Regions from separate parts of the Callithrix jacchus genome. Here region 2 is linked to region 1. Evidence: chromatin contacts called from public Hi-C data. All regions are on one chromosome and are shown on one strand. The core of a region is the stretch at or near the end of the contact, and the rest is flanking DNA. Distances in the headings are between cores, read along the strand shown.

What was found. Hi-C and Micro-C count contacts between places; a contact is called where the count stands out from the background.
Region 2: a contact with region 1 is called in a Hi-C map of skeletal muscle, with 5 times the contacts expected there. The contact joins the promoter of PRICKLE4 here to the enhancer-like site in region 1. A contact is called at or near these places in 3 of 3 Hi-C or Micro-C datasets (induced pluripotent stem cells and skeletal muscle).

The regions. Positions count from the first base shown.
Region 1 is chr4:50,203,888-50,208,140 of calJac240_pri, reverse strand. The region is part of intron 1 of TFEB (transcription factor EB); the gene reads left to right. Among named protein-coding and RNA genes, the nearest start is that of TFEB, 35 kb to the left of the region's middle. Within about 2 kb of position 2,295, at least 3 of the 16 cell types and tissues checked have an H3K27ac peak or open chromatin away from gene starts, as enhancers often do. A contact at or near this core is called in skeletal muscle, where this site is marked.
Region 2 is chr4:50,283,743-50,287,995 of calJac240_pri, reverse strand. It overlaps PRICKLE4 (prickle planar cell polarity protein 4), which reads right to left and starts at 2,506. Exons shown (of 8, transcript XM_078369147.1): 1 at 1,673-2,506; 2 at 1,079-1,182. All of the region lies in intron 1 of FRS3 (fibroblast growth factor receptor substrate 3), which reads left to right.

The DNA of each region.
Region 1 (4,253 bases), core at 1,046-3,545:
CCAGAGTACTCAGAAGCAGGTTTGACTCTTAACAAAGGCAGGGAGTCGTTCTTTGCAGCAGACCAGCCACAGGGAGACTGGGGAGGCTGGGGCCAGGCTGGGGCCAGCCTGGGGCAGCAGATGATGAAGGAGGAGCAGCCCCAGGAGCAGGGGCAGGAGCCAGGCACTGGTGGGGTTGGAGTGCTCTAAGAATCTTGGGCCTAGGGCAGGGAGGGCTGAGGTGGAGGTGGCTTAGGTACTGGGACCCTGAGAGCCATTATTAGCCAACTCAGGACAGATGCAGGGAGGCCTGGGCCTGTGGCTGGGTTTGGAATCAAGAGCCAGAAGCTGCTCTGTGTGCCAGCTGTGTGCCTGGTTGTGTCTGTAGTGCCCGCCTCTTCTCATACTTGGAGTCAATGAGCCTTCCCTGCCCTAAGCAGCTGGCAGCTAGCAGAAGACGCTGGAGTGTGGATTCTTTTCTCCTGAGAAGATGGAAAAGCAAAGGCCGTGTCCTAAGGCCGCCATGGCTCTGGAGAGGGAATTCCCGAATGCAGGGGCAGCCAGCACATGGGGCGGTGAAAGTGCTGTCTGGCTCTTCAGGCCAATTCTACCAGACCAACCCTGTGCACATCCATGCTGCCAGAGCCGTCAGCACACTGGGCCTTATGAGAGGTCCCACCCAGCCTCTCCATGTTAACATGATTTGTGAGGGCCTTCAGGCCCAGAGAGGGGGCAGGACTTGCCCAAGGTCATACTGGGTGGTGCGTAGCCAATTGCTGGTCTTCCAGTCCCACTCTGTCCTTAGCTAGGCTTTTGTGCTGGACCCGTGGGGGCTGAGGGAGCCCTTGCAAAACAAGACTCATCTCAGAGTCAGAGCTTGTGGGCCCCAAATTAACAATGGGATGAACTGACCAATCAGAGTCTTAGGCCTCATCTTCCCTGGGGAGGGACCTCAGTGACCACATTGGCTGACTTAGTGAAAACTTAGCTGATCTTCCCTGCAGGGGAGGCAAGCAGGTCTGCTGGGGTGGGTCAGAGGGTGCTTATGGGCAGGTGGAGTCCCAGTCTCTAAGCCTCCTTTCTTCCCCTCAGGCCCCTTTCCTATCCTAGGAGCCATCTATGGCTGAGCCCCACTCCTCCCAACCCTTGCCACCCTCACCTCACTATGGTCTGGTGCCAGATCTCTGATCCCTGGAATCACATTTCTGTCTGACCAACTTTATATAGCCTCGCCTTCTGCCCCCCCCGATCCACGACCTCTGGTGGGCTAATGGTCTCAGTGAGATTCAGATTTGTCACCCTGTGAGCCTCCTGGGCATGGATGTCTTGGCTGTTTGGCAAAAGAGCATGTGTGGGCGGGGTCTGGGAAGGCTGAGGAGCATGCAGGCCTCTCTGGGGAACCTCTGTAGGATTCACTGAAGGTGCCATGGCATGGGGGAGTGGGGCAGGGCTGGAAGTGCAGGGGACAACAAGTCATCTACATGGGGAGACCTTTCCTATGGGCCCCAGGTTTCCTCCTCTGGACTGGAGCTGGTGATGGCCACATACCTGAGAGACCTGGGCTCGAATCCCCACTTCACTGTGTTCCTGCAGTATGACCTCTGACAAGCTGCTTAACCCTTCTTTATTTGAGATGGAGTCTCACTCTGGGTGCAATGGTGCGATCTCAGCTCACTGCAACCTCTGCCTCCTAAGTTAAGCCATTCTCCTGCCTCAGCCTCCCATGTAGCTGGTACTATAGGCATGCGCCACCATGCCCAGCTAATTTTTGTATTTTTAGTAGAGACGGGCTTTCGCTGTGTTGACAAGGCTGGTTTCAAACTCCTGACCTCCAGTGACCCACCTGCCTCGGCCTCCCAAAGCGTTGGGATTACAGGCATGAGCCACTGCATCTACTTAACCTTTCTGAGTCTCGGTTTCCTATCCTGCTGGCCTTGGCTGTCTGTCCCGTCAGGTGTTTGTGGTGATGAATGATTGAACAGGGGTCCCCTGCACAGTGCAATGTGGGAGACACTCAGAGCCAATGTGGGAGACACTCAGAGCGTTTGCTCAGAGTGGGTGATAACTGAGTGTGTGGGAGTCATGGGACCAGCAGCCCCTGAGGGCCCTGCATCTCTTTTTGGAAAGTCTGATGGGTGAGATGGCGTGGAGGTTCTAAAGAAGGAAAGTGATTTCTCTGAAGCTTCCTTGTAACTGAGGAGACTGGTAGGTGGCAAGGAAACGCTAGAGAACAAAGCACGGTAGATATAGGCAGGAGGCTGGAGCGGATGGACTGCCCAGAAGGTGGGTGCCAGGGCTCAAGGGCTACTCCCCAACCCAGAAGAAAGGTGGCTGCGTGCTAACGGAATCCTTAGACTGCAAGGGGCAGCTGATGCAGCTACACGTGTGTGCACATCCATGTGTGTGCATGTGTGGGGGCATGTGTGAGAGAAAGAATAGAAAAAGAGAGAAGCAGACCCAGAGAGACAGAGAGTCCACATGGGTGTCTGGGCTAATCTGTGCATATCACAGGGGTGGAATCCCTTTCTGGTTTCTCCTTTCATGCTTCTTTTAGCTACATGTCCCCTTATCCCTGTATTGCCATGCCCAGTGGCAGTCTTCCTTGCCAGTGCCCAGCTGGTCCCTGTGGGACAGGACAGGGTGACTCCCTGGTCTGCAAAGGCCTTTGAAGCTGCTCCCCCTGTTGATGCGGGCCAACAGGCTGGACAGCCAGGAGGCGCCAGTTCCCACCCTTTCCTGTGGGATGTGAGCTGAAACTTGGGGCTGATGGGCCTGAGCTGTGGGAACAGGAGGCCATTAAGTGGGCCAGGAGCTTGTGTGACCGCCCTTCCTCTCTCCTCTCCTTCCTCTCCCTCCTCCCCACCTCCTGCTGGTGCTCAGAGATTTAAAAACAAGCCCCTGACTGCCCCTGCCCCCAGCCCTGCCGTCTTCCGCAGCACATCCCTGCAGGGGGTCCCGGAGAGGCGTGCAGAACACATCCTGGGGGCTTGCTCTGCTGCTACAGAGACACATTGTGCAGGTCCCCCTTTTTGAGCCTCTGCTTCCTCATGTAATTCATTCTTTGTTTCTTGATCTTTATTCATCACAAATAGGGGCTGGTCAGTCCACAGTAAATTTGCTCACTTGGCAGAGCAGTTCCATTGCATGAAAGATACAGAAGACCACATCCTGCATGGCAGCCTTTGTGTGCTGTTGGAGACCAGTAGCACTCAGCCATGGTGAGGCAGGACAGGGTCCCGGAGGGAACCTGCCAGGGTGGTGGTGACATTCTCCATCTTGATCTAAACAGTGATTACACAAGGGCACATGCCTGTAAAGATTCACTGAGCTGTACACCACAAATCTATGCATTTTGCTAGGATAAATGACACCTCATGAAAAGGGAAAAAGACCAAAATATGGCATTAAAAACATTAAAAACATGTACGTGTCCCATTGACCTCATTTCTGCTTCTGGTTTCAAGGACCTTCCAGTCAAATAGTACACACTTACCAGGTATCTTGGGTTTGCTGTTTCAGTATCAGAAGTTGCCAGCTAATATAATAAAAAGCTACATGATGAAGTATCTCCAGTGTGCCAGGAACTGTGCTAAACTCTGGCTACTTATCCCTCAGAACCCAAAGAGGTGGATATTGTTATTGCTCACCTGCCTCTCTCATCTCCTGCAGTGAATGACATGATATACAAGCTTTGGAAAAGAAAAATTTAAAGGACCCAAGGCTTTTGGAGAGGAAACAGAGGGTGGCTGGTAATAGGAAAAGCTGGCCTGAGGCCTTCCTGCCCCTATCTAGTAAGGAGAGACCGAGGTTGGGGTTACCACTAGGCTGCTCTGCCCCAGTCTGAGCTTTCAGATGTGTGTGTGTGTGTGTGTGTGTGTGTGTGTGTGTGTGTGTGTGAATGAATGGGTGAATGGATGGGACCCTTTCCCCAAAAGAAACTTGTGCAGGGAAGCCCCCAGTGGACCTGGATGGAGCAACATTGAATAGTGATCAGAATGGTGACACCTACCCTCTGCCCATATATTCACACCTGCAGACAGCCTCCATACCCAGCCTCCTAACTTAGAGCACAACTGCTCTATGAGAGACGTGGCCCCACCTGGCAAGCCTAGCCTGACTGATGGGAAGACTGAGGCTATGTCCAGACATTGAGTCCAGTCCAAAGCTGGGACTTGAACCCTAGCACTTGGCCTTTTCCACAGCATTATATGGGCAGGATTACTGGCTCCTGGGAGTCATAGGACTCCTTTCCACCTGTCACTCTGTTTGGGCCT
Region 2 (4,253 bases), core at 1,257-3,756, 80 kb before region 1:
TTGAGGTCAGGTCTTTTGGCTCCAGAATTTCTGAAGTTCAAATTCTGGGGTCTCCCAAGATTGGGATGGAGGTAAGAGGAGGACAGTAGAAGGAGAGGGCACTTTGCCTTTCTGGTGGGCCTTTAGGCAGGCTGGCCCTTCTCTCCTCACCTCATCAGCCTTACCTCCCACCATCTCTCACCGTGTACCCACAGTCCCAGTGAGCCTCCTTCTCCACAACTTCGTACAGTGGACCCAGTTTTTCCAGCTATATAGGCTTGGGCCTGGTTAAAGGATCCCCTTATCAGGAAGCCCTTCTCAGCTTCTGTGACCATAACTTTCCTGAGCTCCTGAAGCAAGAAGTGCCCCAAGATTTAGCACCTAATGTTTTTCTCTGCTCCCTGCATCTCTCTCGACTCCTAATCTAGGCTATAAATTCCTCAAGGTCAGAGGAACACCTTGCACTTTTATCTATAGCAGCAATTGCACGGGATAATCTAAGTGCATCTCTTCAGCTTTCCTCTCGGCAAGTTCTGATATGACCACAATATCTTGAGGTTAAGAAGTGACTATTAATGTAGAGAAGAGCTGAGCCCTGCCCTCAAGGAGCTCATAGTGAGTAAGACAGAGATGAAACCAAGTAGAATGGGACCAGAGCTCCAGACAGATATACACAAACTCGGGGGAAAAAATAACCAGAGCAAACATTTATGCTATTCATTCTGTGCCAAGGACTCTTCTAGAATATTATATAATATAGTCTATCCTCACAATAATCTTATGAGGTAATCTCTTTTAGTCCTCTTGATAGTTGAAACAAACAAGTTAACTAACTTGCCCAAGATAACACCTAAGGCTTAAGGGAAGCCTTAGGGGGAGCTGGCCTATGACAGCTGGGATAGATGCTGAAAGTAGCTGGGCACAGGAGGGTCATCATCAAATCCCTGCCCTCTGTAAGACTCAGTATTGGGGTTGAGGTGAGGGTTTGGACCATAACAGTTAATATTGCTTCGCAGCACTGAACCCTTAGCACCATCCCCCAACCCCCAACTTCAAATGTCCTGTGCCACCCTTTCCTCCTTCCTGGCTTCACACCCACCTGCTTCCTTCCTCTTCTGTCCCTCAGGTCAGGTTTCCTGTGGAAGGCGGCCAGGATTGGGCTGTTCACACCAGGAGTAGCCACTTCGCCTGACAGCACTGCCCCTGTTTCAGGCAGCAAGAAAGGAGGGGGTATCTGGGGCCCCTGAAGGGGACTTGCAGCCTCTTTAATTTTAGCTCTAGTTTGAATGGAATTGTCCAACACTGAAACAACACTCAGAAATCAGGCCTCTACTCCTCACCTTTCCATTTCCCCAAAAGGCCGCCAAACTCCACTTCCACCTAGCACTGGAACACCCTTACTAACAGGCCGGCTGGATTCTTTCCATAATTCCCTTCCCCCTCCCATTTCAGATAAGGGACAGAACTGAACCCCTTGTCTTGCCTCCGCGCAGGTGCAAGAGGGCTCAGGGGCTGGACATCCCCAACCCCCACTGCCCTGAAGGGAGAGCCTGAGAGGCCTTAGGGCATGGGAAGGTGGTGGGATGGGAAGATTTCTGGGGACAATGGGAGGGAGAAGGAAGGGAAGTGCCCAGTCCTGCCAAGTGCCCTCTCGATAGATGCCCAAAGTTTTTCTAGAACTTGGCGGTCCCACCTCCGGGGCTGGGACGCGGTGTGTTTCCCGAGTCCGCTGGTATTCGCAGCCTGGCTGCTGGGATTTTAGGGGAGGGGACGAGGACTCCGCTGGGGTCTCACCCTCGCTGTGCGCCGCGTTCCGGGCAGTTCTGGACCGACTCTGCTTTCCGGCCCCTTACCCGGTCCCCACCCCAAGGCCTCAGTGCCCGCCCCCGCCTGCCGTAATAGTGCGGACCTTCCTCTCCCACGCCCCAGTGGCCCCCGCCGCTCCCCCGTCTCGTATCCGGCTGGTGGAGAGGGGCGGCTCAGTGAGGGGCCTGGAGCTGCAGATTGGAGAAAACACACACACATACACACACTTGTGGGATCTCCTGGAGCTGCAGATTGGAAAACACACACACACACACACTTGTGGGATTTCAGAGTGGAAATGTGCGGGCTCCACGACCTCCGCCATGCAGGTGCAGGGCCATCAGGCCCGGACAGCGCCCGGTGGGTATCCAGCAGACGGCGGGAGCCGCGTTTACATTGGGTTCTCAACCACTCGCTGAATGGAAACGCCTCACCGGGCCCGCAGCTCTGTCTCTCCGCAGTTCCCAGGTCCCCCCGAACTCTCCTTCAGGTCTCCCAGCCCCGCCCTTCCGCGTGTTTCCCTTCACTTCTCTCTTCCTTGTCCCCAGTGGTCCCCCTGGTCCCTTCTCCTCTTAGCCCTCTTCCGGGGTCCTCGGCCTGCCCTTCTCCCTTCAGGTCTCTTCAGACCCTTTCCCCTTCCCTTCGTTTCTCGCTCACCCCTCCTTCCCCGTTCCGATCCCCCGAGCACCCTAAACTTTGGTTCCCCCAGCACCACTTCTGCGCCCCGCCCCCGGCGCAGGCTCCGCCCTGTCTCCTCCGGGCTTGCTCAGTCCCTGGCCAGCAGCGCCCTCTGGCGTCTGCGCATGCTCCCTTTTCCCGACAGCAAAGTCCTCCAAAGGGACCTTCTAGGCTGCACGCCGGTCGCCCCCGCTCGGGTCCGCCCGCCTGCAGCGTCTCGTTGGTGCTGCCGGTGACCTCCGACCCCGCGGCGGCGGGGCGGGGCGGGGAGACCTTAGCTCCGGGCGGGCGGCGGCTGCTGCTGCAGCGGCACCCGGGAGCGGGGCCCGGCGCCGCCTGGGCCGCGGGGCGATGTGAGTCGGGGCGCGGCGGGGCGGGGACGAAGCGGCTTCACCGAGGCCGCGTCGCGCCGCGCCGCAGTCTCCACTCCCTCCCTAGGAAGCCCCGGGCGGGAGGGTGGCGGAGCACTGGGGTTGGGGGCGGGGATCCGGGGGCGGCGCGCACCCCGACCTCCCCATTCCTTACGGGCGTCTAGAAATTCTCCTTGACAGTCCTGCAGCCTGTCCTGCAGCCTTAGGCTCTCCAAACCCTACCTCAACCCTCTCCACCCTGGACACACCATCGCGTCTTCTGAAGCCCTCAGAACCCCCTCACTCATTCAACAAATCTCCTGCTATGCCCACCATTCTCTCTTGGGTGTCCCCAAATGCTTCCACTGCCTGGAAATTTCTGGGATTCCTCATATCCCCATTCTCCTTGCACTATCCAAAATGCCCACATCCAAAATTCTTGCTCGTGTTTCCCAAAACCTCCTCAAACGTTTTCAGCCCCAACACCCTCTCTAACCCCTGCCCCTGATCCATACCTATCCCAGACCAGAGCCCTCTCCCCCTTTCCACCCAATGCAGTCCTTCCTCAGTGGGCTGATACGTCCTGATATCTTAAAGAAAAGAGATGGTGATAGGGAAATGCAACCCCTTCCCGATCTTGCACCCTAGAGTGCTTGGTTTCAGTGCCCCCGCCCCGCCCTTGTTGGTGGCTCCAGCCCCAGAACTTTCCCGGTGACCTGTCTTTAGTCTGTGCACACCTCCCTGAGCCTGCTTCTTCCTTCCAGAGAATAATCCAGACCAAGGAGATGGGGTCCTTTTACCTGGAAGTTGTCCAAGGATGCAGGGTGCAAGGGGCCCTGGGAAGTATTGTTTCTCCAGAGTGGGAATGTGGATGTCCAGAGTCTGCAGAGACTTGGCTTGTTGACTTGTCTAACTTGGGCTCAGATGCCCTGAAATTTTGGCTACGGTTAACATTTATGTTAAAATTAGGCCTTTTAGAACTTGGGGAGCAGAAAATCTATCAAGCTTCCAAATTCGAAATTAAATCAGCCCGTCTTGAAAGAGGAGCATGTCCATTTTAGTGATGTTTGTCTTACATTTTTCCTCTGGAAGTTACTTAGGTTAGAAGCTCCACAGTTTATGGACAGTTGTCCCCAAAACTAAGGCCTTGGCTGGGAGTTGGGGGAGTGTTGACCTAAGTCTCCCAGATACTTAGTAGCAACAAACTGACTGGAATATTGATTTCCTGAATATTAAACCAGTGCTCTTTCCACTATATCCCAGTGTCCTTTTGAGAAAGCTCTTTGTGGAGTTAAAGTGCTCTGCAAAGGTAAGGTGGTAGTTTTGGTGTTTGTCGTAACAGGACTCAAAGGGAGATCTAAAGTGACTTACAAGGCCTTGGGTCGCCTTAGACTTCAAACTCATTGATGCTCTGTGAGTCTGTCCCTTTCAGGGCCCATG